Regions from separate parts of the Xenopus laevis genome. Here region 1 is linked to region 2. The links are chromatin contacts, called in public Hi-C maps. All regions are on one chromosome and are shown on one strand. Each heading gives the region's core, a stretch centred on a gene start, on an enhancer-like site or on the middle of the called end of the contact. The rest is flanking DNA. Distances are from core to core; before and after follow the strand shown. Region 1 holds the start of LOC108698272 (thymosin beta-4). Region 2 has its middle 18 kb from the start of rpl36a.L.

Evidence for each region. A called contact is a pair of places that touch in the nucleus more often than the background predicts.
Region 1: a contact with region 2 is called in a Hi-C map of the XL177 cell line, with 2.6 times the contacts expected there. The contact joins the promoter of LOC108698272 here to the enhancer-like site in region 2. A contact is called at or near these places in 2 of 4 Hi-C or Micro-C datasets (the XL177 cell line and the XTC cell line).

Annotation. Positions count from the first base shown.
Region 1 is chr8L:26,286,520-26,291,485 of Xenopus_laevis_v10.1, reverse strand. It overlaps LOC108698272 (thymosin beta-4), which reads left to right and starts at 3,178. Exons shown (of 3, transcript XM_018229635.2): 1 at 3,178-3,334; 2 at 4,118-4,222. The coding sequence starts at 4,123.
Region 2 is chr8L:26,178,308-26,183,726 of Xenopus_laevis_v10.1, reverse strand. No RefSeq gene overlaps it. Among protein-coding and RNA genes, the nearest start is that of rpl36a.L, 18 kb to the right of the region's middle. Within about 2 kb of position 2,121, at least 1 of the 7 cell types and tissues checked has an H3K27ac peak or open chromatin away from gene starts, as enhancers often do.

The DNA of each region.
Region 1 (4,966 bases), core at 1,929-4,428, 110 kb before region 2:
TGGTGAGGCTCCTTTTGAATTGTTCAAAGAACAATCTTATATTTGCTTTGCAGCTTGGCTCTGATACTGTTAACCCTCATATCTGCTTTCTATTATTGTAAAATATATCAATATTCCACTTGGCAATCACAAAAGCTCAGCAGCATCTCATCTGCTGTCTCTTACACTCAGCAGGCTCAATTCCAAACACACTCTGAAGGACACTGTCTGGACCTGGTATTCACTCAGCAAAATTGCTAATCCCTCAAACTCTGCCTTTGCTTTTTCTGTTGACCACCTTTTGTCTTTTGATGCTTTGCACTCTCCACAAACATCACAAGCCATCTCAATCCCAGTTATCTTTCCAATTCTCTGTCCTCATCACTGTCTGATAATTTCTACCATTCCTGCCTAAACACAGCAGTTACTCATAATAACCAGGGGTGTACCTAAAGGCCTGTGCCAAGGACAGCAGATTTTGGGGTTGGCCCTCAGGTTATGTTGGGGGGTGCTGGACAGTCCGGTGCCACCCTAGCAGGCCCGGACTGACAATCTGTAGGTTCTGGCAAATGCCAGAGGGGCTGCTCTAAGATGCAATAGAAAGTGACTATTAAGTGGGCGGATGGGGGCTGTTTGGGCCTCTATGTACTAGGAATGCCAGGGCCTATTTTTAATCCCAGTCCAGTCCTGCACCCTAGGCTGGCACTGGACCTAAATACAACCCTGATAAAAACACTACACTATCCAACACACTTGACAAAATAGCACCTTTCACTGCTTACGATAGACAACCAAAAACTGGGGGGAGGAATTCTCTGTTTCAAACTGTCAATTGTGTTCTCTGCCTACCACTGCCTGACTTTCCTTCCTCTCTTACATTCCAAGATTTTGCTGTATACAAGAGAAATGTGGAATGTGGTTTGAATACCTCACATCCAACCATCTGCCCCTTTGACCCAACTCCTTCAAAATGTATCACTCACTACCATCTACCCACTGCCCAGCTCTTACCCATGTTTAATCCCCAATGGCACTTTCCCCTCTGACTCTGGACCAGTTATACCTACTCAAATTCTCAATTGATTCTATGTCTTCTTCTTCCAATTACTGTCCTATCTCTCATCTTTCCTAGCCCTCTAAACTTTTAGAATGTGCAGTTATCACCCGCCTAACCAACTTTCTCTCTACAAACGCTATACTTGACACACTTCTTGGCCCCACTTCAATCTGGTTTCTGCCCACTACATTCAACTGAGACGGCACCAAAGTCTCCAATGAGCTCCTGTCTGCTAAATCCAAAGGACAATTATCTATACTAATACTCCTTGAACTCTCTACTTGCTCCTCTGTGGCATTATTATCTTCCTTGGCATACAGAGTACAGCACTCTCCTGGATCCACTGCTCCTTCTCAGTCTGTATCTTGGATAAAACCTCCTCATGACTCATACTCTTTTTGTGTCCCTTAAGGCTCTGTCCTTGGACCACTCCTGGACGACAGATTACCCTATCCACTTTCCTAACAATTGAATCAAATGTAATGGGTGGTAATCTTTTTGTCTTACCCGTCTTTTAGGTAGTTAATCCTTTCTTAGAATAACCTATTTCTATAAATATTTCTATTAGTGTGTCATTTTTGTTGCATAGACATCATCAGAACTAGTAACAACCCTGATTCCTTTTATCGGGAAATGTATTTTTAGCTGACGGTTGCTAGCAAAATGACCAGCAGGTGGTGCTGTTGTTTCACATTTATTATATTAGATTAAAAACGAAGTTCTGAAATGTCTGGCTGCATGCAAGAATATACACATTTGAAATGCTGAATAATATACAGAAGTGCCGGTACTGGTACTGGCCTTGCTGCCAGCAATATATGTTATGAAGAATTAGACACCAATACCTGGATTTGTGCATCAAATGGGGTGTTCACCCCATTTGATGCACAAATCCATGCATTTGAGATGCGGCAAATCAGCTTTGAACATTGAGTGGAGGCATTAACTGCTATCCAATGCTGCTTTAAGTATAAGTAAACCTTTAAAATAAGTAAATGTAACACTGATGAGGGTGCTATTCTATTCTAAGAACTTTTGCAATGTACATTCATGTAAGAAAATGCATTCATGTTAACAGTACGTGTATTCTTTAATATCTTGGAATTAAAAATATATATATTTCTAGGGGGCTGCGGACGGCCCCTAAATGGGATGTTCGCCCTTGGCCTACCAGTGCCTTAAAGCTGTCCTATCTATGCACTTCTTGCATTTTTTTTTAATATTCCCCACTAGTAACCACAAAGTTTACTTTGTAAAGTACAAACAAAACATGTGGAAGGGACACCGGTCACATCCCATTACAGACTCCTGGAGTTGCCACAAAATTCCAGAGATCACTTTTAAAGCAGGTGATTTTATTTAAGTTGAAATTAAAGTAATGGGACACAACAATACACTATATTGTGATTAAATCCCATTCAATGCACATATCTAAATATAATACACAAAAGCCATGAATATATTGAAATGAAATCCTTATCGTGATGTAATCAGTTATAAACGGTGAGTTCGGATGTCATTTCTGTCACATGACTCACTGAAACTTGTGTATTGTAATAAATAAAGTACCCCCCAGTTGCAAAATATGAGGATATTAGAAGTTACCTTGGAGTTCCATGACCTGTATAAAAACACTTGGCCTTCGGCCTTGTGTTTTTATATGGTCATGGAACTCCTCAGTAACTTATAATATCCTTATAATTTACAAGAGGGGGTACTTTATTCACTATATAAATGCATATATCCTATGTATATTATGCAATATTCCCATGCAGTTTTGCATAGCAAACCACAAGTGAATGAATGTAAAAAAAGAATGATTAGCATTTAAGGACGTTGAGCCCAATGGTGCTCCTACACACTCCTTCAGTAAAATACAACTATTTTTCGGTAGGGAGCCTTCCCAAGCACGACGCATCTCATTAATACATTATTAAGGCTGTGCCCAATTTCGATTATAGGGAGGTGGCGGTAACGTCTGTATGGAGCATTATGACAACCTCTGACCACCACTCACAACAAAGGCTTTACCGCATACCGATACGAACCCCCCTCCCCCCTTTCTTATTATAGGAATGGTTTCTCCCTTTCGTGTTTCCCCCCCCCCCCTCACTTCAAACCGCGGAGCTGCGCTATTAATGGGTGGAGCTTAAGCGGGTGTGTGCACCTGAGCGCAATCGAAAGGGGGGGATGGGCGTCTCCTAATGGAAGTATATAATAGCACCGCCCACTGGTGTTCTTTCAGAGCTGGTTCGGCTGGTCAGTTGTTGCTGCTGTTGTTGTGAGGCTACGAAACAGGTTAGTGTTGTGACAGATGTTACGAATTGGCTTTAACAGTTAATAGCAAGATGTTAACTCTGAGTCTGTAACCATCAAGCCATTACTGCAGTGTTTACTCGCCATGCAACTTAATGCTCATTAATGTCTGTTGGGGGAACCACTTGGTTAGCACCAGTCACCCTTAAATGTTTGTGGGCACCGATCTCAGAATTTGGGTAGGAGAGCCAGGTTAGTGCCAGTGTTGGATGTTTTATGGCTCATTGCAGTTTGCTTGTTTAAGTATTCGTGTCCGCTTGGAGCCTTGCTGGGGACTTCAATTCTTTCTCCCTATCGTGGGTCCCCTTTAAAGCAAGTGTGGCTGCTGTAACATGCATAATGTGGCAGCCACACCCATCCATAGGCCTGCATGTCCTGATACGTTTCCCCCAAGGGCTACCAGTATGGGCAGGGAGAAGCTGAAAGGGCTGTTTGCAATACTCCTACTAGGATGCCCACAGGCATAATGGCAGCTGCCCAATTTCTCTTTATAAACCATTGCGGTACATACTTTTATTGGAGCACTTACAGCCAAAACCCTTCTACAATCCTCATTCTCTGGTTACTGCAGTAAATCTAAAACTTAACTGGTGATCCAGTCCCTGCATAGTTTGTGTTTGTAGGTTTTTTTTTTTTTTTTTTTGGTTTTTTTCTTCGGTCTGTTGTATTTTATATTATGCTATGTTGGTGATATTAAACTGTACAGATGGCTGGAACCGAGTCCCTGTCTATGGCTACTGACTCTTTAATTATTGTCATACCCAGTAATCATGTCTGATAAGCCCGACCTGTCAGAGGTGGAGAAATTTGATCACCGCAAACTGCGGAAAACTAACACGGAGGAGAAGAACCCATTGCCTTCGAAGGAAGGTAAGTGCGCTTATTTCAGATCATGGCATGTGGGTAGTGGTTGTTGGCTCTGTTACCAGAACACGTTCGGTGGCATCAGTTGCTTCTTCTCATATCGGCTTGACTGTCTGCTCTGCTGTGAAGACCCTAAAACGTACATTGTGTAAATTGCTCAATTGTGCTACTTTTTACTTTAATAAATATACTTTTTATTTATTTCTTTGCAAACTACGCATTCTCCTTTAGAATAAAAACGGCTGTAGTTCAGCAATGACTTTGGGTTTTTATGCTTGACTTGTGCACTCTGTACAGGAATAGTTAACAAATCTTCTGTGCTTCATAGGCAGGGACTTGGCAGAAACTTTCCCTTTTTTTATTTATACTTGAATAAACATTGTATGAAATCAGGGGGAGGGGATCTGGCACAGAGCTAGTGTTGAGCTGGAATTCAGGGTCAGTGCAGCCTTCCAGCAGGGCTGGTAAAGGAGTAGCCTCCGTTCTATGTAAACAGCTTAAAAAATCACAATGTTTAATTTGCCCACTGGTCTAAAAGTTGAATACCCTATTGAAGTCATTTTGGCAGTGTTTTAAGTTTGCCAACTGTACAGAGTTTACCCTGTAAACAATAAATATTAAAAGGGGGTTAACTTAGGGCTAGTGGTATGCAAAAGGAAATGTCTTTGATTCATGCATTTGCTGTGCATTGTCCCCTCGACTGCTGCTTCCGTATATACAAAAACTTAGTTGCCCTGAAGGTTCCCATTT
Region 2 (5,419 bases), core at 872-3,371:
TAGTGACTATCTATAGCAGAAGCCTCTCTGGCATTTGCCAGTATCTACACATTGCCAGTCTTGGCCTGTCTCTGAAACTGTCTCCAAAGAGCTTTTCAGATGATAAGAAGTTAAAGTACGTATGATAGAATGACACTGTGGTGGCAGTTTCCAGTTTATTTCAGTACATAAGTCTCAAGTTATGAATCCCCGAAAATTTCCCAAAAAAGCCCAATTCACATCTTGCTTAATGATTTTTTTAATTACTTTTTTTGCAAAACAGCAATATATACTATATATTCAAGCAGCAATCATGCCTGGTTTAATACACTTGTTATCCACCCCATGACGTTAATGTAAAAGTCAGATCTTGCTGTTAGTGCATTGTTTATCACACTAACAGTACATAAACTTGATTCAAACTTTCTTTCTTTCTATATTGGTTTCTCGACAAAATAGAATTAATCCTAAATGCAGCATGACAGTCATATCTAGAGAAGTGATTTAAGCATGGGATGTGTTGACCTCTTGTGGCCCGCTGAGTTATTGCATTAGTCCACACTGAAAACAATTGGCAACTGAATTTAAAATAGTGACCCTGTAATTTAGGTTATTACACCTATACCTGTCAGTTACAATGGGAAGGCTCTTACATAGTCCTATCAAATGACTTAAGGGGTCATTTACCAGACACCAGACTCAGTAACATTATTCTATGTATCAGGCTCCTACATATAAACTAAATTTGAAAGCTGCTCCTTATGGCTACAGATCACCTTATTTACATATGTTTTAAGTAAACTAATCTTTTAATGTTATTGGTACTTTAAGATTCAGGATTTGAATCTCATGCTTCCAGCATACAAGCATAACAATCTGTCTTTATATACATCTAGGAAACAAGCATAACAATCAGTTTTTATATACATCTAGAAAACATCAAAGGAGGCTGGCACAAGCCTGGACCCACACACAGTAGTAAGAGCAGAGTCAGATTGTAAAAGGTTAAAAAGCTTACATTTTATCCTCCATAATTAAGAACCAAGGCCTGACGCGTTTCATGTCTACCAGGGACACTTAAGGTGGCCATAGATGCAAAGATCCGCTCGTTTGGCCACATCGCCAAACGAGCGGATCTTTCCCCGATATGCCATTTACAAACATGGCTATATCGGGGGCAATCTGATTGTTCGGCCGTATGGCCGAACGATCTGATTACGATGTGCCGTGGGCTCCAGCGGGATCGGTCGGGTCAAAATCAAACCTGACCGAATAAACCAAACGACCGATCTCCGCCGGACGGAAGATGTCGGCACACGCCACACACGATCCGAAAATCATACGAATCCTCAATTCGTACGATAGGATCCGTGTGTCTATGGCCACCTTAAGTCATAGGCTGAACATTGAACAATACATACAGGATAATTAAAAGAAAGATAGCCAATGGGAAACAAGTAGGCGGTGCTTGTATAATAATAATAGGGAAAAAGAAAAAAGGGCTTAAATATACCTGCCGATAATAAATAAAATTAATATTTTATCCGATTTTCATGATTTTTTCATGAAAATGTTTGAATTTCACGATTTTTTCGTGAAAACGTTTGAATTTCAAGATTTTTTTTAGTGAAAACTGTCAAATTTCAAATTTTTTTCGTGAAAAAGTCAGAATTTCACGATTTTTTTAGTGAACTTTCTGATTTCACGATTTTAGGCAGTTTAAAAAAGTAAAAAGGTTGAACTTGATGGAACTGTGTATTTTTTCAACCTGCATGTATCCCCACTGCAACTATAGACACCATCTTTCCCTACTATACCTGCAATCCCACACACACACACAGTCCCTTTCCAAGAGGCTATTATCCCCACTGCTACTATAGACATCATCGCTTCCTACTATTCCTGCTAATATAAGCACCACCTCATATACTATACCTGCTATTCCACAGCCACAGTCCCTTCCCAGAGACTATTATCCCCACTGCTACTATAGACACCATCTAACCCTCCTATACCTGCAATCCCACAGTCACACTCCCTTCCCAGAGACTATTATCTCCACTGCTACTATAGACATCATCTAGCCCTCCTATACTTGCAATCCCACACCCACAGTCCCGTCCCAGAGGCTATTATCCCACTGCTACTGTAGGCACCATCTCTTCCTACTATGCCTGCTATTCCACAGCCACATCCCCTTCCCAGAGGCTATTGTCCCCACTGCTACAATCGACACTATCTCTCCCTACTATACCTGCTATCCCATAGCCACAGTCCCTTCCTAGAGACTATTTTCCCACTGCTACTATAGGCACCATCTCTCCCTACTACACCTGCTATCCCACAGCCACAATCCCTTGCCGAGGCTATTGTCCCCACTGCTACTATAGACACTATCTCTCCCTTCTATACCTGCTATCCTACAGCCACAGTCCCTTCGCAGAGAATATTGCCCACTGGTACAATAGGCACCATCTCTCCCTGCAATACCATGCTATCTAAAACCCACAGTTACTTCCCAGAGGCTTTGTCCCCACTGCTACTATAGACACTATATCTCCTTACTATACCTGCTATCCCAAAGCCACAGACCCTTCCAAGAGGCTAGTATCCACACTGCTACTATAGACACCATCTCTCCCTACTATACTTGCTATCCCACAGCCACAGTCCCTTCTCAGAAACTATTATCCCTCTGCTACTATAGGCACCATCTTTCGCAACTATACCTGCTATCCCAAAGCCACAGTCACATCCCAGAAGCTATTGTCCCACTTTTACTATAGGCACAATATTTCCCTACTATACCTGCTATCACACAGCCACAGTCCCTTCCCAGAGGCTATTGTCCCCACTGCTACAGTAGACACTATCTCTCCCTGCTATACCTTCTATCCCACAGTCCCTTCCCAGAGGCTATTATCCCCACTGCTACTATAGACACCATCTCTCCCTACTATACCTGCTATAGTAACATAGTAAGTTAGGTTGAAAAAAGACACACGTCCATCAAGTTCAACCTTTTTACTTTTTTTAACCTGCCTATCTGCCAGTTGATCTAGAGGAAGGCAAATAACCCCATCTGAAGCCTCTCCAATTTGCCTCAGAGGGGGAAAAAATTCCTTTCTGACTCCAAAATTGCAATCGGATTAGTCCCTGGATCAACTTGTACTATGAGCTATCTTCCATAACCCTGTATTCCATCACTTGCTAAAAAGCCATCCAACCCCTTCTTCAAGCTATCTAATGTATCAGCCAGTACAACTGATTCAGGGAGAGAATTCCACATCTTCACAGCTCTCACTGTAAAAAACCCCTTCCGAATATTTAGGCGGAACCTCTTTTCTTCTAATCGGAATGGGTGACCTTGTGTCAGCTGGAAAGACCTACTGGTAAATAAAGCATTAGAGAGATTATTATATGATCCCCTTATATATTTATACATAGTTATCATATCTTCCCTTAAGTGCCTCTTCTCCAGCGTGAACATTTTCAAGTTGGCCAGTCTTTCCTCATAGCTAAGATTTTCCATACATTTTACCAGCTTAGTTGCCCTTCTCTGCACCCTCTCTAATACAATAATGTCCTGTTTGAGTGATGGGGGCCGAAACTGTACAATTATTTCTGCTCCCCTGAAAAATTTAAAATGGGGGTTCTACTGTACATAAAATAGAGTAACAATAGCAAGGAGAGGTTGTGCACAACATAATGTCACTAGCATTGAATTTATGTTTATACATTCTATTTCAATCTAGAAAGCTGCATTGTTCCCAGAGAGGCTGAAGGCATTAAAGATAAGTCATCCTAAAAGAAACAATGTGGATATAGGACAGGAGCAGGAGAGGGGAGTGAGGTGCAAAAATATATCTTTTAATATTATAGATATTTCTATCCATACAAATATATAGAGTGAGGTAGAGAGTTATTAGAGACGAAGAGGTGAGTGTGGGAGCAGTGGCGTAACTTCGGATACCAGGGCCCCCCTGCAAAAAAAATTTCAGGGCCCCCTCTGCACAAAATAGTGGGAATATTGCAAGTATAATATCCCCAGAACTCATAGAAGGATGGCACAGTGGCAATTTCACATATAAATACCCCAGAACTATAGAAGGATGGCACTGTGGCAATTTCACATATAAATAACCCAGAACTATAGAAGGAAGGAACAGTCAGAATTTTACATATAAATACCCCAGAACTATAGAAGGAAGGCACAGTCACAATTTTACATATAAATACCCCAGAACTATAGAAGAATGGTAAAGTGTCAATTTCATATATAAATTCCCCAGAACTATAGAAGGATGGTAAAATGTCAATTTCACATATAAATACCCCTGAACTATAGAAGTATGGCACAGTCACAATATCACATATAAATACCCCAGAACTATAGTAGGATGGTAAAGTGTAAATTTCACATATAAATACCCCAAAACTATAAAAGGATTTCAAATATAAATACCCCAGCACCCTTACGCCTGGCGAATTTTTGCTAGCGACGTAACTACGCAAATACACACTAACTTGCGCAGTGTACTGAACGCTACCTTTTACGCTAGACTTCCTTCACCACCTCAGACCTGGCGAAGCGCAATAGAGTAGATAGGGATTGTTTGAAAAAAAGTCAAAATTTTTCAAAAAAGGTGTGGCGTGTTTTCTACATTATGGGTGATAGGCTGAAAAAGATCGAAATTTTTTTTGGGGCTCCCCTCCTTCCCCCCTACATTTCCTGACTCATGGCAACTTACCTAGACAGTGGGCACATGTGTAGGGCAAAATAAAATTTTTATTTGCTGATTTGAAGGTTTTCTAGGCATTTGTAGTGCTGATACGTATTCCTCCATTGAAATTTGAATTTCGCGCCGTATGCAAATTAGCCTTCGCTAGCGTAACTTCGCTTTACATAGCGAATCAACGCTAGCGCAACTTCGCAACCTTACGCTACCCCTGAGCGCAACTTTGGATTTTAGTGAATTTGCGGAGCGCTGGCGAAACTACGCCTGGCGAAGTGCGGCGAAGTTGCGCCTGGCGCAACTTCAAATCTTAGTGAATTTGCCCCAAGGTGTGGGAGTGGGCAAGATCAGAAATAAGCAGGGTGAGAGATGTCCCATATGATCTTTTGAAAGTCGAACAGACTGTGGAAGAGAATTCCAGAGGAGGGGTGCAGCCCTTGCAAAGTCTTGAATGCGAGCATGTGAGGAGTTATTGAGAGAAGAGTTGAGGAGCAGGTCAGTAGAGGAGAATAGTAAGCGGTTGGGTGAGTGTCTAGAGATGAGTTCAGAGATGTAGGGTGGGGTTATGAAGTGCTTTGAATGTCAGGGTCATTAGTTTGAATTTTATTCTGAAAGGTAGAGGAAGCCAGTGCAGGGATTGGCAGAGGAGGAGCGGTTGCTGAGGTGTATAAGCATGGTGGTAGTGTTCATTATGGGCTGGAGAG